2 separate regions of the Sus scrofa genome follow, and region 1 is linked to region 2. A link is a contact called in public Hi-C data. All regions are on one chromosome and are shown on one strand. The core of a region is the stretch at or near the end of the contact, and the rest is flanking DNA. Distances in the headings are between cores, read along the strand shown.

What was found. Hi-C and Micro-C count contacts between places; a contact is called where the count stands out from the background.
Region 1: a Hi-C map of skeletal muscle shows a contact between it and region 2, with 4 times the contacts expected there. The contact joins the promoter of SIX5 here to the promoter of SNRPD2 in region 2. A contact is called at or near these places in 1 of 5 promoter capture datasets (liver), 9 of 47 Hi-C or Micro-C datasets (embryonic fibroblasts, epiblast stem cells, heart right ventricle and 3 more) and 1 of 2 datasets of contacts at active chromatin or transcription factors (skeletal muscle).

Annotation. Positions count from the first base shown.
Region 1 is chr6:52,098,061-52,102,110 of Sscrofa11.1, reverse strand. SIX5 (homeobox protein SIX5) reads left to right here and starts at 2,653. Exons shown (of 3, transcript XM_021094581.1): 1 at 2,653-3,541. The coding sequence starts at 2,739. DMPK (myotonin-protein kinase) reads left to right here. Exons shown (of 14, transcript XR_002344695.1): 12 at 1-9; 13 at 162-605; 14 at 957-1,852. It overlaps LOC110261013 (a long non-coding RNA gene), which reads right to left and starts at 3,541. Exons shown (of 2, transcript XR_002344697.1): 1 at 2,747-3,541; 2 at 1,764-2,444.
Region 2 is chr6:52,040,626-52,044,744 of Sscrofa11.1, reverse strand. SNRPD2 (small nuclear ribonucleoprotein D2 polypeptide) reads left to right here and starts at 2,271. Exons shown (of 3, transcript NM_001243653.2): 1 at 2,271-2,346; 2 at 3,743-3,922. The coding sequence starts at 2,345. It overlaps QPCTL (glutaminyl-peptide cyclotransferase like), which reads right to left and starts at 1,543. Exons shown (of 7, transcript NM_001243636.1): 1 at 1,304-1,543; 2 at 673-816. The coding sequence starts at 1,513.

The DNA of each region.
Region 1 (4,050 bases), core at 1,404-3,903, 57 kb before region 2:
GAGCCGCAGGCGAGTCCCTCATCCGCCCCCTTTCCTGAGGGCGTCGGGAGGAGGTGGGCCCGCGGCGCGTGTGGACACCTGGGGGAGGCGAGGGGCCCAGGCTGGGGCACGCCGCGCCACCGCCCCTCCACGCGCCCTATGCCTCTCTCTTCTCCTTCCAGCTGTCACGGGGGTCCCCAGTCCCCGGGCCATGGATCCACCTTCCCATGTAAGACCCCTCTTTTTCCCCTGCGTCAAGCCTGCTGTCCCCTGTGCAGACCCTGTCCCCATCTCCCTGTACCCCCGCCTGGATTTAGGGCTCACTCCTTCCTTTTTGAGGTTCCAGTCGGCAGACACCCTCCTTTCAGCCCCACATCTACCAGATATCCCTGGTTCAGGCCTCTCTCCAAATCCCAGCCGGGATCTCCCGAGAAGCCCTCCCCGACCTCCACTCCCCTCGCTGTCTCTCGACCCCCGCTGAGGGCGGCCGAGCCGAGCTGAGCTCGGATCGGGTCACCTGTCCCTTCTCTCTCCAGCTAGATGGCCCCCCGGCCGTGGCTCTGGGCCAGTGCCCGCTGGTGGGGCCAGGCCCCATGCACCGCCGCCACCTGCTGCTCCCTGCCAGGGTACGTCCGGCTGCTCACGCCCGCCCGCTCGCCGCGCCCCAGCCTAGCTCCACATAACCCAAGCCGCTTGTGCTTAGCTAAGCCTCTGCGGGGCCGGGCCTGCCGCGGGGCGTCGGGGTCTGGGGGGCGGGAAGGCTCGGGCAGCCAATCAAAGCAGGTCTTTACCAAGCAGCCAATGATGAGTTCGGACAAGACTTAGGCTTGCGAGCCGACCAACCACAGCTGCCCGCACTGGGAGGAAGGGCAGGGGGCAGGGAGGGTTTCGGCCCCTCTTACGAGCATGGGCGGGGCAAGTCCCAGGAGCCAATCAGAGTCCCGTATCGCGGTGCTGATCCCGCCCTCTCCCCGCAGGTCCCTAGGCCTGGCCTACGGGAGGCGCGTTCCTTGCTCCTGTTCGCCGCTGCTCTGGCTGGTGCCGCCGCCCTGGGCTGCACTGGGTTGGTGGCCTGCGCCGGCCATCTCGCCGCAGTCTGACCCCGCCCGGGAGCCACCTTCGCCGCCTGAACCGTAGAACCCGAGCCCGTCCTCCGCTCGGGCTCTGCTGGAGAGTTGGGTGACCCGGGTACCGCCCAGAAGCCACTCCCACCGCCTCCGGTTCACAGCACTCCGAGCGTGGGTCTCCGCCCCAGCTCTAGCCCTGTGATCCGGGCCCGCCCCCTGGCGGCCGGGGAGGGAGGAGTGGGGGCCGCGGCTCAAGCGAGACTTGTAGCCTGGAAAGCTGCTGCTGCTGAGGGGATCGCGGACCTCTCTCTTCCTCCGGCCTGGCTGAGGCCCCCCGACGGGGGTGGGCAAACTGCGACCTAGAGAAGGCAGCAGGGCCAGGGTTCAAGCAACTATTTTTCACCTTCCAGGCACCCCCACCCACATCGGCTCGCAAACCACAAATCCTCTGTGTGCATGAGGCCCTGCCCTCCCAGGAAAGCTCTCTACGCGGCGAACGTCTAGCGCGAGCTCCGCCTGCTCTCTGGAGAACCTTTTGCTTTTGACAGCCCCGCTTTTTCGGGGACTTTCGTGCCTTCCTCCTCACGTGCGTTGCTCTCGGAGCCACAGCCGGCTCCGCCCGCCTCAGCAGTGTGGGTATTTATTGACCTGTCCTCCAACCCGCTGACAGGCTCCAGGATCCCGGCACCCTAATCCACGTTTTGGATGCACTGAGACCCCGACATTCCTCGGTATTTATTGTCTTTCCCCACCTAGGACCCCACCCCCGATCCTCGCAAATAAAAGGCCCTTTCGTCTGCCCAGAATGCTCGAACTTCGTGCCGGCTCTGTTTGCAAGGAGGGCAGGAGGCTACTCAGTGGGCCAATCCGGCCAGGCGAGTGGAGGCGGCCAATGGCCTGGCAGGAAGCTAGCGGGAGACGAAGCGGACGAATCAGGGGTGGGGGTAGGGATGAGGGTGTGGCTTCGACCTCCGGCCAATAGAAGAAGACGAGCGGGCCACTCGACGGCACCGCCCCTTGTCCAGCTGTGGCCCAGCTGTGCCACTAGACCGCCGCGAAGAAGGGGGCTGGGCGGGCGGCGCGTGCGGCCATCCTCCTGCCACTGCGCCTGCGCGGGCCACGCGCATCCGTTCCAGGGACCTAAGCTCAAGAAAAGTTGCTGCAAACTTTCTAGCCCGTTTTCCCCGCCCCTTCTCCCAGCCAGACCCGCCCCCCTGCGGAGCCGGGAATTCCGAGGGGCGGAGCGTTGGCCGAGATGGGGAGTAAGGGGGGCCTTCTGAGGACCCTGGAGACGGAGGCATGCAGAAGCTCAGTCTCAGGGCGGAGGTGGCTTCGCGCCCTTAGCCCTCCCGGACGGCCCGTTACCTTCTCCGTTGTCCCGATGGGGAAACTGAGGCCCTGAGCCAGAGGCACACGCGGGGGGAGGCAAATAGCGCGGCGGGAGGCGGAGGGAAAACAAAGGGAGAATCACGGACAGTCGGGAAGGGGGACGGGCACACACACAGTCACAGGGACAGAGACCCTAGTAGGAGCTGGACCTGGCATCGGTGGCGGGGGGGAGACGCGAGGTCGGCGGGAGAAGATCGGGAAGCGCGAAGGGGGGTGCGGGGAGAGGGGACGGACGGGGGAGGGGGCTGGGGAAAGCCCGAGGGAGGAGGAGAAGGAGGGAGGAACTTCCCAAAGTTGCAAAACATGGCTACCTTGCCTTCGGAGCCGAGCGCGGGGCCGGCGGCTGGGGGGGAGGCGGTGGCGGCGGCGGCGGCGGCCGAAGAGGAGGAGGAGGAAGCGCGCCAGCTCCTGCAGACTTTGCAGGCGGCCGAGGGTGAGGCGGCGGCGGCGGCCGGGGCCGGGGCGGGCGAAGCGACGGTGAAAGCGGAGGACCCTGGATCCCCGGGCGTCCCCGGGTCTCCCCGCGAGGCCGCTGCCGAGCCGCCCACAGGCCTCCGCTTCTCGCCGGAGCAGGTGGCGTGCGTGTGCGAGGCGCTGCTACAGGCGGGCCACGCCGGCCGCTTGAGCCGCTTCCTGGGCGCACTGCCCCCGGCGGAGCGCCTACGTGGCAGCGATCCGGTGCTGCGCGCTCGGGCCCTTGTGGCCTTCCAGCGGGGCGAGTACGCTGAGCTCTACCGGCTGCTCGAGAGCCGCCCCTTCCCCGCCGCCCACCACGCCTTCCTGCAGGACCTCTACCTGCGCGCGCGCTACCACGAGGCCGAGCGGGCCCGCGGCCGCGCGCTGGGCGCGGTGGACAAGTACCGTCTGCGCAAGAAATTCCCGCTGCCCAAGACCATCTGGGACGGCGAGGAGACCGTCTACTGCTTCAAGGAGCGCTCCCGCGCCGCGCTCAAGGCCTGCTACCGCGGCAACCGCTACCCCACGCCGGACGAGAAGCGCCGCCTGGCCACGCTCACCGGCCTCTCGCTCACGCAGGTCAGCAACTGGTTCAAGAACCGACGCCAGCGCGACCGGACCGGGGGCGGCGGCGGCGCGCCGGGCAAGAGGTGAGGGGACCCGGTCCGCGCCAGTCCTCCTTTCCTGGGGACGTGGCATCCACCAGTCCCCTTCCCCTTTGCCCGCTGTCTGAACTCCTCAGACACTCCCCGCACACACCCTCAGGCGCCCGCCCAGCGCGGGGAATCTGTGCAGATGCAACGGGCACGCGCCCCGGCCCTCGCTCCGACACCGGTGCTCCTGCTGCGGAGGCTGGGAGACCACCTCCCTCTGCTCCGCTCTAGGCTCCGTCCCAGATCCCATCTGTGTCCGCGGCTAGACTCGGGGGAGGCAGCGAGAAAACCCGCGGCTGCTGGAAAGGAGGAGGGGCCTTTGCCGACCCTACCGGGCACAGGGGCCTGTTCGGGTCCCTAAGCTGCCAGGCGCTCCCTAACCATTGCTCGGCCTCACCTCCCGCCCCCCACCCGCCTCAGGGCCCAAACGGCGTGGTCGGTCGTCTGTCTTTGTTGTGAAACGTGAACCTTCCCCAGCTCCGGTTTCCCTGTAACCCTAGCTCTTC
Region 2 (4,119 bases), core at 1,022-3,521:
GGCCGTGTGACCTGAACCATGCAGAGCCATCAGGTTAACTCACAAATCGCACTTTGGTTTAATGGCTCTCTTGATATACTTCTGCTGGGTACCTACTAAGTGCCAGGCATGAAGCGACTCTGCCTCATGATGCCAAGACTAATCACAGCTCACCCTTCAAAGAGCACTCTGTGCCAAGCCCAGTTCCAGGAACCCTATGGAGGAGGGAGAGTCAATGGTTCCATTTTGCAGATGAGGAAACTGAGGCTCAGAGAAGTTAAGAAACTAGTCCAAGGTCACACTCCAAGTGGCTGAGGTGGATTTGAACTCAGGCAGTGTTCAAATGACTTTCAGTGCTTGCTGGGAGGCAATATAGAGATGTTACAGCACCAGTTCGGGAGCCAACTCTTTTGGGTTGAAACCCTAGGTATACCATTTATTAACTGTGGGATTTGGGCAAAATGCCTAACTCTTCTGAGCCTCAGTTTCCCCATCTACATTATGAAGATCAAGTTGGTACCCACCTCACAGGCCCGATGCTTATGCTTAGCATACTTTTGGTGGGGGCAGTACAGTCCTGGGGTTACCAAGAGAGAACTCTAGAGTCTGACCGAGCTTCAGCTCTTGGGCAGAATATCTATTTCCCATTCCTTGGTGGCTGCGGGGTCAGGGATTGGAGGTGGGGCCCTTTACCTTTCTGACTTGGAGATTGCCCGGACTGCCCGGGGTCCGCACAACCAGCAGGGGGCGCAGATAAGTGTGCCAGAGACGGTGCGGGTCCAGTCGCCCCACCACCCTCCGAAGCCCGGCTTCGGGGAGGCTTCCGAGCCCCGGACCCTTGGGAAAGAGGTGGGAAAGAGAAGAGCAGAGCGTGAAAAGCACCCTCATTTCAACTCTACCCCGGGGGCTGTCATCCCTAAAAAGCCCCGGCTCCTCTTCCTAATGGCAGATTCCAGCATCAGAGGTTTCTAGGATAAATCCTAGACTCGGGAAAGTCTACCCAAGCCCATCCGGTATAGCCCACCGCAATCCTGATGGGAGAAATCGAAGCCCAACGAGAGGAAGAGACTTCCAAACAGCTGACTTTAGGATTAGAACCCAGAACTCCCAGGCTTACTACTCCAGACCCTTCCTCTTACGGTGCAACCGCTATTATAGAAAAAGCCCGAAGCCTCATTGCATTGGAAAGGGGCATGCGCTCTAACGACGAAGATCGCGGCACCTGCGGCTAGGGCCCCACGATAACGATAAAGCCACGTCAACCTGAGACTTTGAGGAGGGGGAGGCGGGGAATAAGGGCTCCCCTGTCCCCGTCCGGCCTCACCCGCATCTCCCGGCCCAGAGGCAGCTCCTCAGTCTGGCGGTGCCAGCCGCTCCAAATGGTATAGAACACCGAGGCCACCGCCAGCGCCAGCAACAGCAGGGGCAACAGCTGCGCCCGCGGTAGCAGGCGGCGCTTGGGCGGTGAGGGTGGCTCCAAAAGGCCGCGTTCCCCAAGCCGTAGCCGGGGCCGCCCGCGGCCCCCTGAACGCATGGCAGCTTCGCCCTGAAACCGGTCGGGGACTGCGGATGGAGTTTAGGCCAGCCAAGTCCCACCCCATGGAATCACCGGACCAATAAGCAACAAGAGCGGCTGCACCAACCCACCCTTCAGCAAGCAGTAAAGCCAATGGGGACTTTCGTACTGAGGACACGCCTCCCTGTCTCCCTGAAGCTTAAGGGTTGGTTCCCCTGAGGGTTGCACAACCCAAAAGGGAGCGCGAAAGAGGTAGGCACCGCCTCAGCGGAAGAGGGGAAGCCAATGAGAAGCATTTGATCCTAGAAAACAGCCGACCTCCTGGGCGCGGGTCCACGCCCCTCCCGGATGTAAGCAAAGGATTGGTTATTCCAAGTCCAAAGGATTAACAAACACATAAACGGACGGTCCCCTAAGTAGAAGAGGAGGTATCCATCCCTGAAGCGAGGAGCCGATTGGCTTCGTGGATGCCGCGCCCCCGAAGGCAGGGCCGGCGGGCATTTGGAAATGGCTTGTCCTTTCCCTCCTTCAACCTGTGCGGTTCTACAACGAAATGGTTTGAATAAGTCCTGCTTTCTCTTCCTCTCCATCGTCAATATCTGCCCGGTACAGTCCTGAATGGCCTCAAAGTAGTACGTAAGAGTTTTACCCTACAGCCGCCTGTGGCGAGCAGAGATCGCTATGGCAACAGGCCACGCCCCACCCACTAGCTGTGTTTGCGCAAGCGCCCACGGAAGTGGGCCTCAGGAAGCGGAAGTCCCGCCCTTCTCGCTCCTTTCAGAGGGCGAAGAAGCAACGCGGAGACGGTGGTGACTGGAGTGCGCGGTCGCGACAACTACTGCCACCGCCATGTGAGGCCGGGCTAGGCTTAGGTGGCAGGAGTGGGTTGAGGGTGTAAATCTGGCCACTTGCCGGTGGAAGGGGGTGGGCAGAGCCTGGGGCGGAAGCAAACATTTTCGGGGTAAAGTGGCGTACGTTACCGATGAGTTTGAGAACAGATGTGGGGCCTTTTTCGGATCCTGACTTTAGGAGCAGGAGCAGCTTTATCAGATAACGGGCTGGGCTTTCCCAAATAATTAGTCTTACTGAAGCGAATGTTAAGGGGAAGCGATGTACGAAAATGGAACCTGGGAGAGGGGAGTACGGACATGTGGGGAAGAACGATTTGAAGTGAGGATCTTATCAGGGTAATTTGAGCTGGAGACGGTTAGCCTTTTGACCTTATTCGTCGTTATCATGGGTCTCGAGTTATCGGAAGGATTTTACTTACGTATTCATGCAACAATTATTTATTGAGTGTTCATATGTCAGGCTTCTTTAGACACAGAATATGTTAGTGAATTACCCCACTCCCCCAAGGGAAAAAATTCCATTTTGCATTTTATGGGTTGGGTTGAGCCAGGCAATAAATGTAAAGGTAAAATATATGGTGTGTTAGGTGACCGGGGCTATGAATGAAGAAACAGTAGAGCAGGGTAAAACAATGTGGAATGCCAGTTTTGAGAGACAGGACACATGAAGAAGGGAGCAACTGGAGCAGAAAGCTGGAGAAAGTGAGCGCACAAAGATATTTAGGGACGTATCCAGGTAAAGGGGGAAAAGCAAATGCAGAAGCCTAAGAAGAAAGTTGCTGAAAATCTTCCAAGACACCCCTCTGGATGGAACGGAGTGAGAGAAGGCAGCGGATAAAGGGTTTTTACTTTCTACATTGAGATAGGAGCCTCAAGAGAGTTTCGCAGAGTGAGATGATATGACTTGGACCTTGGCACCAACCAGAGACTGCTCTGTGAAGAGCAAACTTGGAGAGCATGGGTGGAGGTAGGGAGACCATTACGGCTCTAGGAGAGAGTCGATGGAGGTTAAGCCATGGTGAGAAGTGGTCAGATTCCGATATATTTGAGAGGCAGGGATGATGGGATTTGCCAGCAGATTGAATGTAGGATGTGAGAGTAAGAAGAGTCAAGTTGACGTTAGAGGTTTTGCTCAAAGACATAGCAAGATGGAGTTGCCATGGATGGAGACGAAGGCAGCTGTAGGTAGATTAAGTTTGGGGGTACCGCGGGGCCTGGTGTTCAGCCTAGGACGTGCAAGCTTGGAACTGTCTATTAGGCAGCTGTGTGGTGATGCTAAGAGAGAGGACTGAGCCGGAGGGTGGGTGTGTTGGGGAGACAGTGAGCGAGAGGGCATGACCACCCAGGCTCTGGCTCCAGGCCCTGTCACCTATGAGTTCCATACTTGCCCACTCAGGAGCCTCCTCAACAAGCCCAAGAGTGAGATGACGCCAGAGGAGCTGCAGAAGCGGGAGGAGGAGGAGTTTAACACGGGGCCGCTGTCCGTGCTCACACAGTCGGTCAAGAACAACACCCAAGTGCTCATCAACTGCCGCAACAACAAGAAGCTCCTGGGCCGCGTGAAGGCCTTTGACAGGTGAGCACCTGGGTCTGGGGAGGTGGTCTGTCCTGGCCTGGAGAAGCAGTCCCAGCTCTAGTCTGAGGAGCCTGGATTCTAGGTTTCTTAGAAGCCTGGGGCATAAGCGTCTGAAGGTGGGGTTCCTGTCATGTCTCAGTGGTTAACGAACCCAACCAGTATCCATGAGGACACAGGTTCGATCCTTGGCCTTCCTC